Linked DNA regions of Triticum aestivum: region 2 is linked to region 1. Evidence: chromatin contacts called from public Hi-C data. All regions are on one chromosome and are shown on one strand. The core of a region is the stretch at or near the end of the contact, and the rest is flanking DNA. Distances in the headings are between cores, read along the strand shown. Region 1 holds the start of LOC123169790 (putative receptor protein kinase ZmPK1). Region 2 holds the start of LOC123165759 (caffeoyl-CoA O-methyltransferase 1).

Evidence for each region. Hi-C and Micro-C count contacts between places; a contact is called where the count stands out from the background.
Region 2: a contact with region 1 is called in a Hi-C map of leaf, with 4 times the contacts expected there. The contact joins the promoter of LOC123165759 here to the promoter of LOC123169790 in region 1. A contact is called at or near these places in 2 of 5 Hi-C or Micro-C datasets (both in leaf).

Annotation. Positions count from the first base shown.
Region 1 is chr7D:80,012,905-80,019,061 of IWGSC CS RefSeq v2.1, forward strand. LOC123169790 (putative receptor protein kinase ZmPK1) reads right to left here and starts at 2,604. Exons shown (of 1, transcript XM_044587666.1): 1 at 1-2,604. The coding sequence starts at 2,507. The coding sequence ends at 63. It overlaps LOC123169791 (a long non-coding RNA gene), which reads left to right. Exons shown (of 2, transcript XR_006484953.1): 2 at 3,316-3,588. It also overlaps the pseudogene LOC123171820.
Region 2 is chr7D:80,485,111-80,491,267 of IWGSC CS RefSeq v2.1, forward strand. LOC123165759 (caffeoyl-CoA O-methyltransferase 1) reads left to right here and starts at 3,707. Exons shown (of 4, transcript XM_044583479.1): 1 at 3,707-4,226; 2 at 4,345-4,424; 3 at 4,511-4,655; 4 at 4,742-5,319. The coding sequence starts at 4,095. The coding sequence ends at 5,167.

The sequences.
Region 1 (6,157 bases), core at 1,354-3,853:
GACACCACATAATGTTATTCTTATATCAGCTAGATGTAACAATAGTAATACAATACTGAATATTACTCCACAAGTGAAAGCAAAGTTTCGACCACGTGGCTCATGCTTGGTCTTCTGCTCCTGTCCTCTTGTACACATGATATTGCTATCTTAAGCATTACTGTAGCTTCTGACTGGTTGAATTCTCCATCCAGTCTGTGGTCGACAAACTCCAGAAGCCATGACTGGTCTTCGCCTGCTAGTTTTTCTTTAAGGATTTCAATAGAGCATATACCAGCCATTTCAACCTCCTCCTCGCCCTCAGCCACCCATCTGGAAAGACGAACCCCCTTCACTAACTCAAGAAGCACTACGCCGTAGCTGTAAACATCGGCCTTCCCATTGATTGGAAGATTTAGAGCCCATTCTGGTGCAATGTAGCCTCTAGTCCCATGCACTTTTGACAACATTTCTGCGCTTGATCCTCGCTGTTGTAGCTTCATCAGTCCAAAATCTGCAATCTTGGGCTGAAAGTCTCTATCTAACAATATGTTCTCTGGTTTGACATCACAGTGGACAATCCATTCAAGACACTCATGATGGAGATAGGCCAGTCCTTTTGCCACCCCAAGTGCAATATTGTACCTTTGGCCCCATTGGAGCACAGGAGAATTACTCTGGTGATCAAAAAGAACTGCGGCCAAGGAACCATTCTCGATGAACTCTGAAACCAAGAGCTTGTGCGTCTTCTCGACACAAAACCCCCAAATTCTGACGAGATTCATATGATAAATTCTGCCTATGACACTTATCTCAGACCTGAACTCCTGCTCTCCTTGGATCACATCGTTTAGCTTCTTCACTGCGACCTTCCTTGCATCATCGAGGACTCCCTTGTAAACTGCTCCTGATCCACCGCTTCCTAGCTCTTCTTGGAAGCAACTGGTTGCCTTCTGTAACTCCCTGTAGCTAAATATTCGGAACTGGCTGGAAATTATCGTGTAACCTTCATCTATAATCTCTGGTCTTCCCTCCCATTTGTGAACAACCCAACACCCGGCGATGATTAATATCACTTCAATGAAAAGCAGTGTTAATGCAGAAGAAAGGAAGTAGCCAAACTTGAAGTTAGAAGAGCCATCCTGGAACAATAGCGATGTACTGTTGGCCTCCTTTTGATGAACTTTGCATTCATGGGTTACGGTAGAAGCCAATTCTGAGGAAGACAGCGCTCCCCTGGGAACTTTCAGATAAATGTCAGTGTGAGGGTTCGGAAAGTTCTTGCCGTTAAAAAGATAGACCTTTGTGAAACATTTGCCTTCTCCCTGACGGTAACCAAAGGCTTGGCAATTAGCATTGTCCAAGCACAAATCTTTGCAGTTCCGAATTGTCACCCGCTCCCAGTAGAGCAAGTCATACCCAATGAAATCAGCTCCCGCGACCTTTCTGAATGAGAAATCCTGGGTGGCCCTGAGGTTTGCCTTGCGCCTGCACCCTTTGCTCCAGTCGCTTGCATCGACCACCTCAAAGCCTCTGAGGCAAGAGCACTGGAGCTTGGGTATGTACTTGCAGAGGCTGTTTTTGCCGCAGAGTCCATGAATATTGCAGACTCCGCGGAATACCATCCAAGAGACCGACCAGCCGCCGGTGGTCGCGTTCAGGCTGTACAGCCTGAGATTGCCATCGTAATCCAGAGTCAACCTCCTCATGACCTTATCACCAAGATCAGAAGCTGCGAATTTGAAGTTGTCGCTCGCGGCGAACCGGCCTGTCTGCTCAAGAACTCCATACTGGCTACTGTTGTAGGTAGTCCTGTGATTCACAAGCGGGGTGGTGAAAGGGTCAGGCCAGTACACGCTACTGACCTCAGGGCCGTTGTAGATGAGCTTGAGCTGGTTGTCATTGTCAAAGTAGAATGCATACAACCCTGATGAGAGCAAACCCCTGGCAGACGCAGACACCAGCTTTGTGTGCCGGGTCATCGGCTGCGACGGCAGAAGCGTGTCGGTGGGTGAGTCGAAGCTCCCCCAGAGGCGCCGGCCGTTTGGATCGACGACGACAAGGTCGCCGCTGTCGAGGAGCTCCACGCGGCTGGCACGGGTCGCGCTTGTGTTGGTGCTCCAGACGGCCGCGCCATTGTAGTCGAGCAGGGCCAGGGCCCCGTCCTTCCGGAAGGCGAGCCTGGACCCCCTGCCGTTCACCGGCGCGTCGCGGTTGACCGTCCACGCGACGGTCTTGGCCGATGAGGAGCGGAACCAGATGGAGAAGGTGTAGGCGTTGGTGGCCACCCTGTAGAAGCCGCAGGCGAAGGCGCCATTGGGCGACGCCAGGATGGTGGTGGTGGTGGCCTTGGTGCCATCCTCGATGGACACCGAGGAGCCTCTGGCGAGGTAGCTGCCGCCATTGGTGTGATCCTTTGCAAGAGCGACGGGGATCAGCAGGAGGAGGAGTGAGATGGATGTGGTGAAGGCCACAGCAGTCGTCATCTGGTTTCTGCTGATGCGTTCAGTGCTACAGCCTACAGCCATGTATATATCACACACATGAGTGTTGAAAAAAAGAGTACGCTCACGTGCCAAGTTGCCGAGTTACTGTAGTAGCATGTACTAGTCGCATGCTACGGACCTGGACGGCAAGTCCTTTTAGTCCGTACAGAAAATGGATCCCGGATATTACCAGATGGAGTATAATAATGAGCGATGAAGATAAAGGTAGGGAGCGATGGTTCCAGCCTTCCAGGTTCAGTATGGAGCAAAGAGCCGACAAGGACGCATAATTTCAGGTTGACCGAGATCTGTCTTGATGAGAGAGGAAAACACGTGCTTCATCAGCTTAGAAGATAGAGGTGATTGCCGTGATGGTCGCCCTGTGATGATATGGTGTGCAGGGTTTTACGCTAGAACCGAGTAGCATAGCATTCTCTTGTGAGGAAAGGTAGGGAACGCGATGGTTCCAGGTATTGAGCAAGAGCCGGCAAGGTTGACCGTGGCTTGTCTCGAGTGAGAGAGAAGCCACGTGCTCAGCTTCATCAGCCTGACGGCTCTGTTTTCTTCCCATTCCTGGTCGTAGGTGAGTGATACCGTGATGGTCCTGTGATCAGTAAGGTGTGCAGAATTTTATACTACCAGAACCGAGCGGCAGCATTCCTCTTGTGCTTCCGTGGAAAACCCGGTGTCCCAACTTGACAGGAGCGTGGCTTCGGTGCTTGTGTTGTGTGTTATCAGCTTTCAGTAATGAAAGGAAATTTAGCCGGAGAAATGCTGTGATCTGGCAAGAAAGAAAGAAAGTCTTATCTGTAATCGTTGCGCTTGCGCTGACCAGTCTCCTTTGGTGCAGATGTGGTTGCTTCTTCCAATGGCCGCTGGATCAAGTTAAACGATCACGGACGAGTGGACGAGCTCCACTCTGATTTAAGTCAGCGAAGCATCCAAAGATGAGGACTTGTTCCATTCTGATTACCCCCGGGCTGTTGCGGTGTTGGACGTTTTGTACCTGAATGAAGTACCTTGTTTGACGCTGGTGTTCACAGTGCTTCCTGTTGGCTTTGTAAAAACTGTGCTGTATATAAACAAGAAATGGCAAAAGGAGAGAGAGCCACCTAGAGCTGAACAAGAACGATCCTCTGCAGGCATGGGATCAGTCAGACTGATCTGAGCCGTTAATCACGCTCTGGCCCACAGGTCAGATGTGCTTGCCTCCTTATATTAGTCAAGGATGCAGCGGTACGATCCTATAGAACACATCCTGTTCAAGTAAGGTCATGCGTCAAAGCAGTGGAAAACCCCTTTTAAGCTGCCGAGGTGGTACTAATGTAAACGCCTCCCTACTCTGCCTACTGCATTGTGCTTGGGCGCTGAGCATGTAACGGACCGGCCCAATATGCTATGGTGAATGGTCTGGAGTCCTGCCCCCGCTGGCCCGCTAAAATCAAACGCCGAGGCTGAAGACCCAGTAATTCCCTATTGGACGATCGTTGCGGCATAATGTCAAGCCGGATCGAGTGCACTGGACCGGCCCAATTGCGTGATTTGTTACGTTCAGTTTTAGGAACCGTCTAGCAGGTTCTTGTCTGGTTTTATCAGTTTTGGGAACCTTGCAGAAGGTTCTCTGAAACCGGATTTTTATTGTTTCTTTTTTCTATTTCTTTTTATTCTTATTTTGAATTTTTTGTTTTTGTTTTTTGTTTTTCTTTTATTTTTCATTTTCCCTTTTCTGTTTCTCCTTTTATTTTCTTTCCCTTTTTATTCTCTTTTTCAACAAATGCTCAGAAATTTTAAAATGTCGCCGTTTAAATTTTTTGTTACAAATTCTGAAAATTTTGGGGAATTTTAAAAAATCCCATTTTCAAATTTTGTTTGCAATTTTTTAAAATGTTCATGTTTTGAATTTTTTTCACAAATTAAAAAAATGTTCTCCAACTTCCAAAAATGTTCCGACTTTCCAGTTTTGTTCACGAATTTGAAAGTTCTTCATGTTTCAAAATTCATTCTGAAACTCAAAAAAAGGTCTGGGAATTTAAAAAATGTTCGCTTTTTTATTTTTTGTTCACGAATCTAAAAAATGTTCTGGAATTCAAATAATATTTCAGCTTTCTGAATTTCTTCACAAATTTAAAAAAATGTTCAAGTTTACCCATTTTGTTCGCAAATACAAAAAGTGTTCACGATTTGGATTGTTTTTTATTTTCAAAAAATGTTTGTGTTTTCAAGTATTTTCCTGTTTTTCAAAAAATGTTCATGTTTCTAAAAAATGTTCTTAAATTCAAAAAGTGTTTATTTATTCAATTTTGTTCCTCTTTCTTCAATACATGTTGTGTTGCAGAAAATATTTATTTTTTCCAAAAACAATCAAGTTCAAAATTTCAAAATAAGTTGAAATCTATCGCGGCTGATAGTTCATATAAACTCAGATGCCATCTTAGACAATTAGTTGTAGGTGGTATAGTGCCTAGCGATGTAGTAAGTTGTTGCAAGGTCCTGGGTTCAATCCCTTCCAGGCACTTAATTTTTTTTTGGATTTATCACATGTGTTCGGTCGTAGTTCACTCTAAGCTGGGCCGGCCCAATCGGGCGAACCCCCTGTGTGGCGCGTGTCTGTTGGGCAACACGCATCACATAGGAGGTCCCGCTGAATAGGGTGCCCGCCGCACCAGGGTGTGCAAAACCAAAAAACAAACCGAACCAAAACTTCGGTTTTTTTCGGTTAGAAACTGAAAATCATATTGTTAAACCAAATTTACGGAAATTGAGGGTTTTTTGGATTCAAAAGTGTAATTGGCTGGTATAGTACATTACTTTCTAGACCATTTAGTGCTTCATAGGGATAAAAAAACTCAAAGCTCGCGAGCTAAACGAGTAGCTCGTGACTCGGCTCAAATCGACTCGAACTCGAAGAATAACGAGTCGAGCCAAGCTTTATTTTAAAATTGTTTATAGACCAAGTTAAACGAGCCGAGTTCACGAGTACTCGTATAACTCGTTAGGCTCGGTATAAAAATTAGACACCCAACCCCACCTTGCATCCCAGGCCAGTCCTATAGGCACAACACAGGGCCCATCCGCATAACACTAGGCCAAACCGCCCAAGAGACACAAGCCATGATTCCTCTCCTTCCATCCCTAGTGAAATAGCGAGAGATTAGTGTGTCAATTCCCCTCCTGTCTCCTCTGTTTCTGAATCGTGAGTTCACGATGCTGGCAGTGCCGCATAAACTCACCTCTCGGGTCATGTACATGTTATTAACTTGCTGATTATTGTGGTCATGTACCATTGTATGGGGAATTGTGATCATGTACATGTTGCCAACTTGATGATTATTGTAGTCATGTACATGTTACTGACTTGCTGACATGTTGATGGTACTGACAATTATAAGTTAAGCTACTTACAATTGTTTGTAAACATCGTACATGCTTAATATGTACATGTTACATTCTCAATTAATTTTTTTTATCATATTCATAAGGTTTTGTGTTCATACCTATAATGAGCTTAACAAGCTAAACGAGCTAGCTCGCGAGCTATACGAGTCGAGCCAATCTTGGATTTGAGCTCGCTATAGTAACGAGTCGAGTTGAGCTAGCTCGTTAACGAAACGAGCTCTAGCGAGCCGAGCCGACTTGACTCGGCACTCATGAAAGTAGTCACACCCTAAAGCTGGAAAGTTCAAGTAAAAGGT
Region 2 (6,157 bases), core at 2,457-4,956, 470 kb after region 1:
GCAAAATAATGTGTGCTCAATCTGTTGTGGGTATCGATCCTATCCCTCCAAATTTTCTGCCGACCCATAACCGAACCACCGATTGCGTGCGAGGGGCGGCGGTCACTAGAGGGGGGCGGAGGAAGCCGCCGCGGCGCGGGGATAGGCCAGGGAAGCGCCGGAACGGTCGCCGGGTGGCGGCGGCGCCGCGGCTGGATGGGGGGGTCGAGTTGGGAGCGAGCGTGCGAGAGTCCAGCGCGCGGGAGCGGGCGCAGCAAATAAGCGTAGCGCGATGGAGTTTCGGCCCGCGCGTCGAACTAGATATGCCGCGCGTTTGGTTTTTGCGCGCCCGCTGGAGCCACTCTACCGATTGCGCGTGCGCTAAAATAGGCAATTTTACGGCGCGGCGCTTGTTTAGCGCGGCGGCTGTTGGAGATGCTCTTAAGTATGGTGTGGTGTAGTGTACTATTTGGAGTAGGTTTTGATCAAGTGGGCTCTGGATCTGATCCGTCTGTTGATTGGGCTGTGTGTTTGTTCACCTGCACCAACCTTGTTGCCTTCATTACTATATCTCGCATCATGCGAGAGTTTCTTCTGTCTGGCTGAACAGTTTTCCCTTGCGACGTTGCTATTTGGCCAGGCCATTTGCGTTTTTTGTCCACGCTAGGTGTCGCGATCGAGTTAGCCTGCTGCGCTTCGTTCATAGTTTTTTCTTCTTTTTTTGTATTTATTAGGTTTCTTCGTCTTTTTAGTTTTTCGGTTGATTTTCATCGGTTTCTTTATCGGGTTCCCTTCTTTTCCATTTTATTTGCACCTGTTTCTTCGGTTTTCCTTTTCATAAATTTTTATTTGGTGGTCTTTGTTTTTTTGGTTTTCATTGGTTCTTTCATTTTTCTTTGTTTCTTTTACTTATCATTCTACATTTTTAGTATACGTCAAGAGCACTATTCAGTTACATGTTTAACTTTCTTCAAATTTTCAAGTTTAACATTTTTCAGTACACTATCAACATTTTTTTGAATGATAACATTCAATTACAAGTTTATCATTTCTTTGAGTACACGGTCAACATTTTTTCTATACACATTCTAAACATGTTTCAGTTGCTTGGTTAAAAAAATTAAATACAAGATCAACATGTTTGAATGCATGGTCAACATTTTTCAAATGCTTGGTTAACATTTTTAAATGCAAGATTAATAGTTTCTACAACGTTTTTTACATTTTCTCTATATGCATTTAACATTGTCCAAATGATTGATTAACATTTTTCAAATACAAAATTAATTTTTTAATACATGCTCAACATTTTTTTATACCCATTTAACATTTTTCAAATGCTTGATTAACATTTTCAAATACTTGTTCAACATTTTTTCAAATGCTTGATTAATATTTTTCAAACACATGACCAATAGAGTTAATCATTTTTTAATACATGGTCAACAAATTTCTATACATATTTATCATTTTTAAATGCTTGATTAATACTTTTGAAATACTTGTTTAACATTAACATTTTTATAATATATGGTCAAAATTTTGCTATACACATTTAACATTTTCAAATGCTTGATCTACATTTTGAAAATAATTATTTAACATTTTTTCAAATGCTTGGATTAACTTTTTAAAATACATTTGTCGTATACATGAGAAACATATTCTCTATGCACATTTAACATTGTTCAAATGTTTTATGTAAATTTTTTTATAATATATTTATTTAGAATATTTGAAAGCATAAATGAAATTTAATAAATAAGTAAAAACAAAAACATGAAAAAAAACAGAAAAAACATGGGTGTGAGGAAAAACCTAATTGGGCTAGCCCATTCTGGGAACGCAAGACGTCACAAACCGTTGTCTCGCTCTAAGTGAGACATATCACCTCTTCCTTGTTGCTTCTTCTAGAGTCCAGCACCTCGAGCAATTTATACGTATAAAGAACATCCCAACTGGGATAAGGGCACCTCCAACGCTGACGCTTAAACCGCTCGCGTCTGTCTGGACCGAACGGCCCGGCCTTCCTGATGGAGCTGGGTTAGCGATGACGTTCTTCTCCCATGCGCGTTTGGTGGTGGGGCTTTTGCAGGTTGGCGTGATAGTCCTCGGCATTTGCGATGGCGGTGGCGGAGCGAGCCGTGGGGAGCCAACGGAGGTGGATGCTTGGCGGGCAGAGGTGTTGGTTGCCATGGGGCTCCCACATGTGGATCTAGAGTGGTCATGTCTGACGGGGCGATGCTCCCCCACCCGGCAGCGCCGGCTGGCAGCCAGCTGGCGGCATGTGCTGACTTCCCGTGAAGGGGTTGGACTTGGTCCTCATGTCGGAGGTTGGTTGCTCCCCGCGCAGGCTCTAGTCCCACTCTGCCCATGTTGAGACGGTGTTTTGTTGTTTGGTTGGGGTGACGGCCGCGTGTTATGACGGTGGTGACGAGTTCGCCTGAGGACGTCACGGTGGCGACCCCGGATGGTGGGCTCGGTTGCTTTTCCGGCAGGCTCCATGGTGGCGGTGGTGGCTGCACCTCTTGGTGATATGAGCGACAAGGGGTGAAGTAGTGGGAGGTTCTAGCTTTCTCCCACAGTGCCCAGATCTGGTGTAAGTGGCCCTCATTGCGGTGATGGTACAAGTGAGTGTTCGAGCGAAAGCTTCGTGCTTGGAGCCGGCGATGGTGGCGCCATGGGTGTCGTTCTCTTCATGAAGACGTTGTCGTGGATCTCGACCTTGTGTTAGGCCTCCGGGTGAAAACCATTGTCTTCTTGCTCAAACTTGGCAATGGCACCCTCCCGAGGCGTTGATGTGGAGCCCACGCCTCGTCGATCGAGCCTCGAGGAGGTGTTAGGCTAGTTCTAGGCTTTATGTTTGGATCTTTTGATCTACTTTTGTGACGGCTTCCCAGTCACATTGTATCGTTCGATCGTGTGGTTTGATGTGTTCTTTATATATAAGGCGGGGCAAAAACCTGCACGTATAGGGACGTCGTGAATTAACATGGTGTGTCGTGTGCTGGTTTTGTTGCATGGATCGTAAGACGATGGGAGCAGTAGGAGAAGGGGGAGTAGCCATCACCACTCCGACCACAACGATGGCAGACTGCTCTTTAACAGCATAGATATAGCAAGCCACAATGTCATTTTATAAAAAAATGTTCAAAGTGTATGGTAGTACTCATAAACACATTAGTCACTTGACTATTTTGGCTTTAATCAACGAAAACTAACAAAGAGACACTAGATGCAGTTGAGATGAGAATCTTAAGTAAGATATACAATATCGTTTCTCCATTTCCGTGCGTTACAATCACATGTGTGCGCGCACACATACCGTCATCATTTTACTTTATTCTAGTATCTATCCACTGCTATCCTAGTAGTACTACCTTGAGGACCCCTGCAAGTCAAAAAGTCCCTGACTGTATACAAACGGAGCTCATGATACCACGACTCCACGAGTAGTCAGTCACCAAATCTACCGATTAGCACTAGAAAGAAGACTGACGAGCACTCCGGCGAGCGTCAGTGTTTTCCACTCGAGAAAGCGACGACGGCTGAATGATGCACGCGAAAGGCAGCAATGGTTGGTAGGTAACCCGAGCCGAGCTCCCGCCGCACCGTCGACGACCAACACGCCACCCGTCTCTCTCCCACCAACCCCTCCCCCTCCGCCTCCGCCTCCGCCTCCAACTCGCCGTCGTCCGTCCACGCCGCGGCTACCGCCAGTGCCCGTGCACCACCCACCCCGACCCAGCGAGGCCTGGCTCGCTCGGTCTCCGCCCCGCACCAGTCTCCTCACCAACCCAACCAGCACCGTGTTTCCACCGACCGCTCCGTGCGTCGCGTGTTGTCGCCGACGCCCGGGCCCGGACCACCACCTGTTGACTGTTCCACCTCCTCCTCCCTTCCTTCCTTCCTTCCTTCCTGCCTCCTCCCCTCTCGCCATCGGCCGCCCCTCCCCCTCCTGCTGCCGCGCGCGGGCCAGCGCTCCTATATAAGCCACGCGTTGAGTCTCTTCCCGGCAAGCTCGTCAATCCAATCACCCAGCCAACCACCTCTCCCCTCCCCTGCAAGCTCAGCCCAGATCTCGTCTCCTTCCTTCCTCGAACCAAGCATCACCAATGGCGACCACGGCAGCCGACGCCACGGCCGCGGCGCCCAAGGAGCAGCCCGCCAGCACCGGCGGCGAGCAGGTCACGCGTCACTCCGAGGTCGGCCACAAGAGCCTGCTCCAGAGCGACGCCCTCTACCAGGTAGTACTTAGTTATACTACTGCACAAAAAAAATCGCTTCTTCCGCTCCATCCGTCTCCGGCGAGCCGGCCAGATCTCGCGGTTTCTGATGTGGTTTGGTCTGATTGTTCCTGCGCAGTACATCCTGGAGACGAGCGTGTACCCGCGCGAGCACGAGTGCATGAAGGAGCTCCGCGAGATCACCGCCAACCACCCATGGTACGGAGTTCTTCCTCATCCGTGTTCGTCTCGGCCCGGCCGGATCTGGCGAGACATATTCTGATCTGGATCTCGTCTGTGCGCAGGAACCTGATGACGACGTCGGCGGACGAGGGCCAGTTCCTCAACATGCTGCTCAAGCTCATCGGCGCCAAGAAGACCATGGAGATCGGCGTCTACACCGGCTACTCCCTCCTCGCCACCGCGCTCGCCATCCCTGAAGACGGCACCGTAAGCTCCTAACTTCTCCACTCCAGATCTACCACTCCCAATTTACCAAGAAACTGAAGAAAAATGAAAATGAAACGGAAATGCAGATCTTGGCCATGGACATCAACCGCGAGAACTACGAGCTGGGGCTGCCGTGCATCGAGAAGGCCGGCGTGGCGCACAAGATCGACTTCCGCGAGGGCCCGGCGCTCCCGGTGCTGGACGCGCTGCTGGAGGACGAGGCCAACCACGGCACCTTCGACTTCGTCTTCGTGGACGCCGACAAGGACAACTACCTCAACTACCACGAGCGCCTCATGAAGCTCGTCAAGGTCGGCGGCCTCCTCGGCTACGACAACACCCTCTGGAACGGCTCCGTCGTGCTCCCCGCCGACGCCCCCATGCGCAAGTACATCCGCTACTACCGCGACTTCGTCCTCGACCTCAACAAGGCCCTCGCCGCCGACCAGCGCGTCGAGATCTGCCAGCTCCCCGTCGGCGACGGCATCACCCTCTGCCGCCGCGCCAAGTGAACGGACACGGAGCACCCGTCTCCGCGCTCCGCCGTAGATGCCAAGAACAAGAATTAATTAATTTCCCCCATTTTGTCTTTCTTGCTCGCCTTCCGTACTCTATATCTATCTTCTGCAATTCGTATAAAGATTTCTCCAGACAAATGATCAAATAGTATTACTCCTATAAAAAAGGCTTCTTGTTGTTTGCTTGCGACAATGGCTGCCGCCGCCGCGGCCGCCGGCGCAGGTGATGATCCAATTGTGCAAATCGGAGTGTTCCATTTCGTTCTCCTGCCTGTTTGGAGGAAAAACATGTCTAGATGCGGCGCCTTCGTTGAATCTGTTGAATGAATCATGGCAGGGCACAATAAATTTGACCGAATTTTACTCCTTTGGTTGAAGATTTCCATCTTCTGACGGGGATGCACAGGGGTTCGAGGACGGTTCGTCGACGGCGACAGCCTTGTGTTGTTGCGCAGATATTTGCTGACATTTGTTTTTCTACAAGTAGGTGACTGACTGGCAGCATGTGGTCGTCTACAAGTCGATCGATCGCTGAATGACAAAGGCTTCCACATATGTCAAAGTCTGGAGTAAGGGTAGGTTGGAAGGAGAAGTTTCCTCCAATGGAAGAGTCAAGGTTTGTTCGGTTCTTGGGCTGTCATGTGAGGAGTTTATGACTTGTTTGGCTGAATGGCTGATGTTACATCACATGGTCACCTAAACTATTGCTTTGGTTTCGCTTAAAATAAGTTCAGATCTAACAACATGTAGCAGTACAGTACATGTTATGGTACGTGTGCTTGGATTGAAGTGTACTGAGCCATAGTGTTCTTTAACATGGAGTAGTATACTACTGGACTGGAAAAGGGTGTTGGTGAAACCCATTATTTTAGGCTCCCGTACGATAATCCCATTCTCTGAGATCAACTTGTGCCTATTTACAATTTGCTTCACCAACTTTTAGTTAACACACTCAGATGTACTCCCTCCGTCCCATAGTATAAA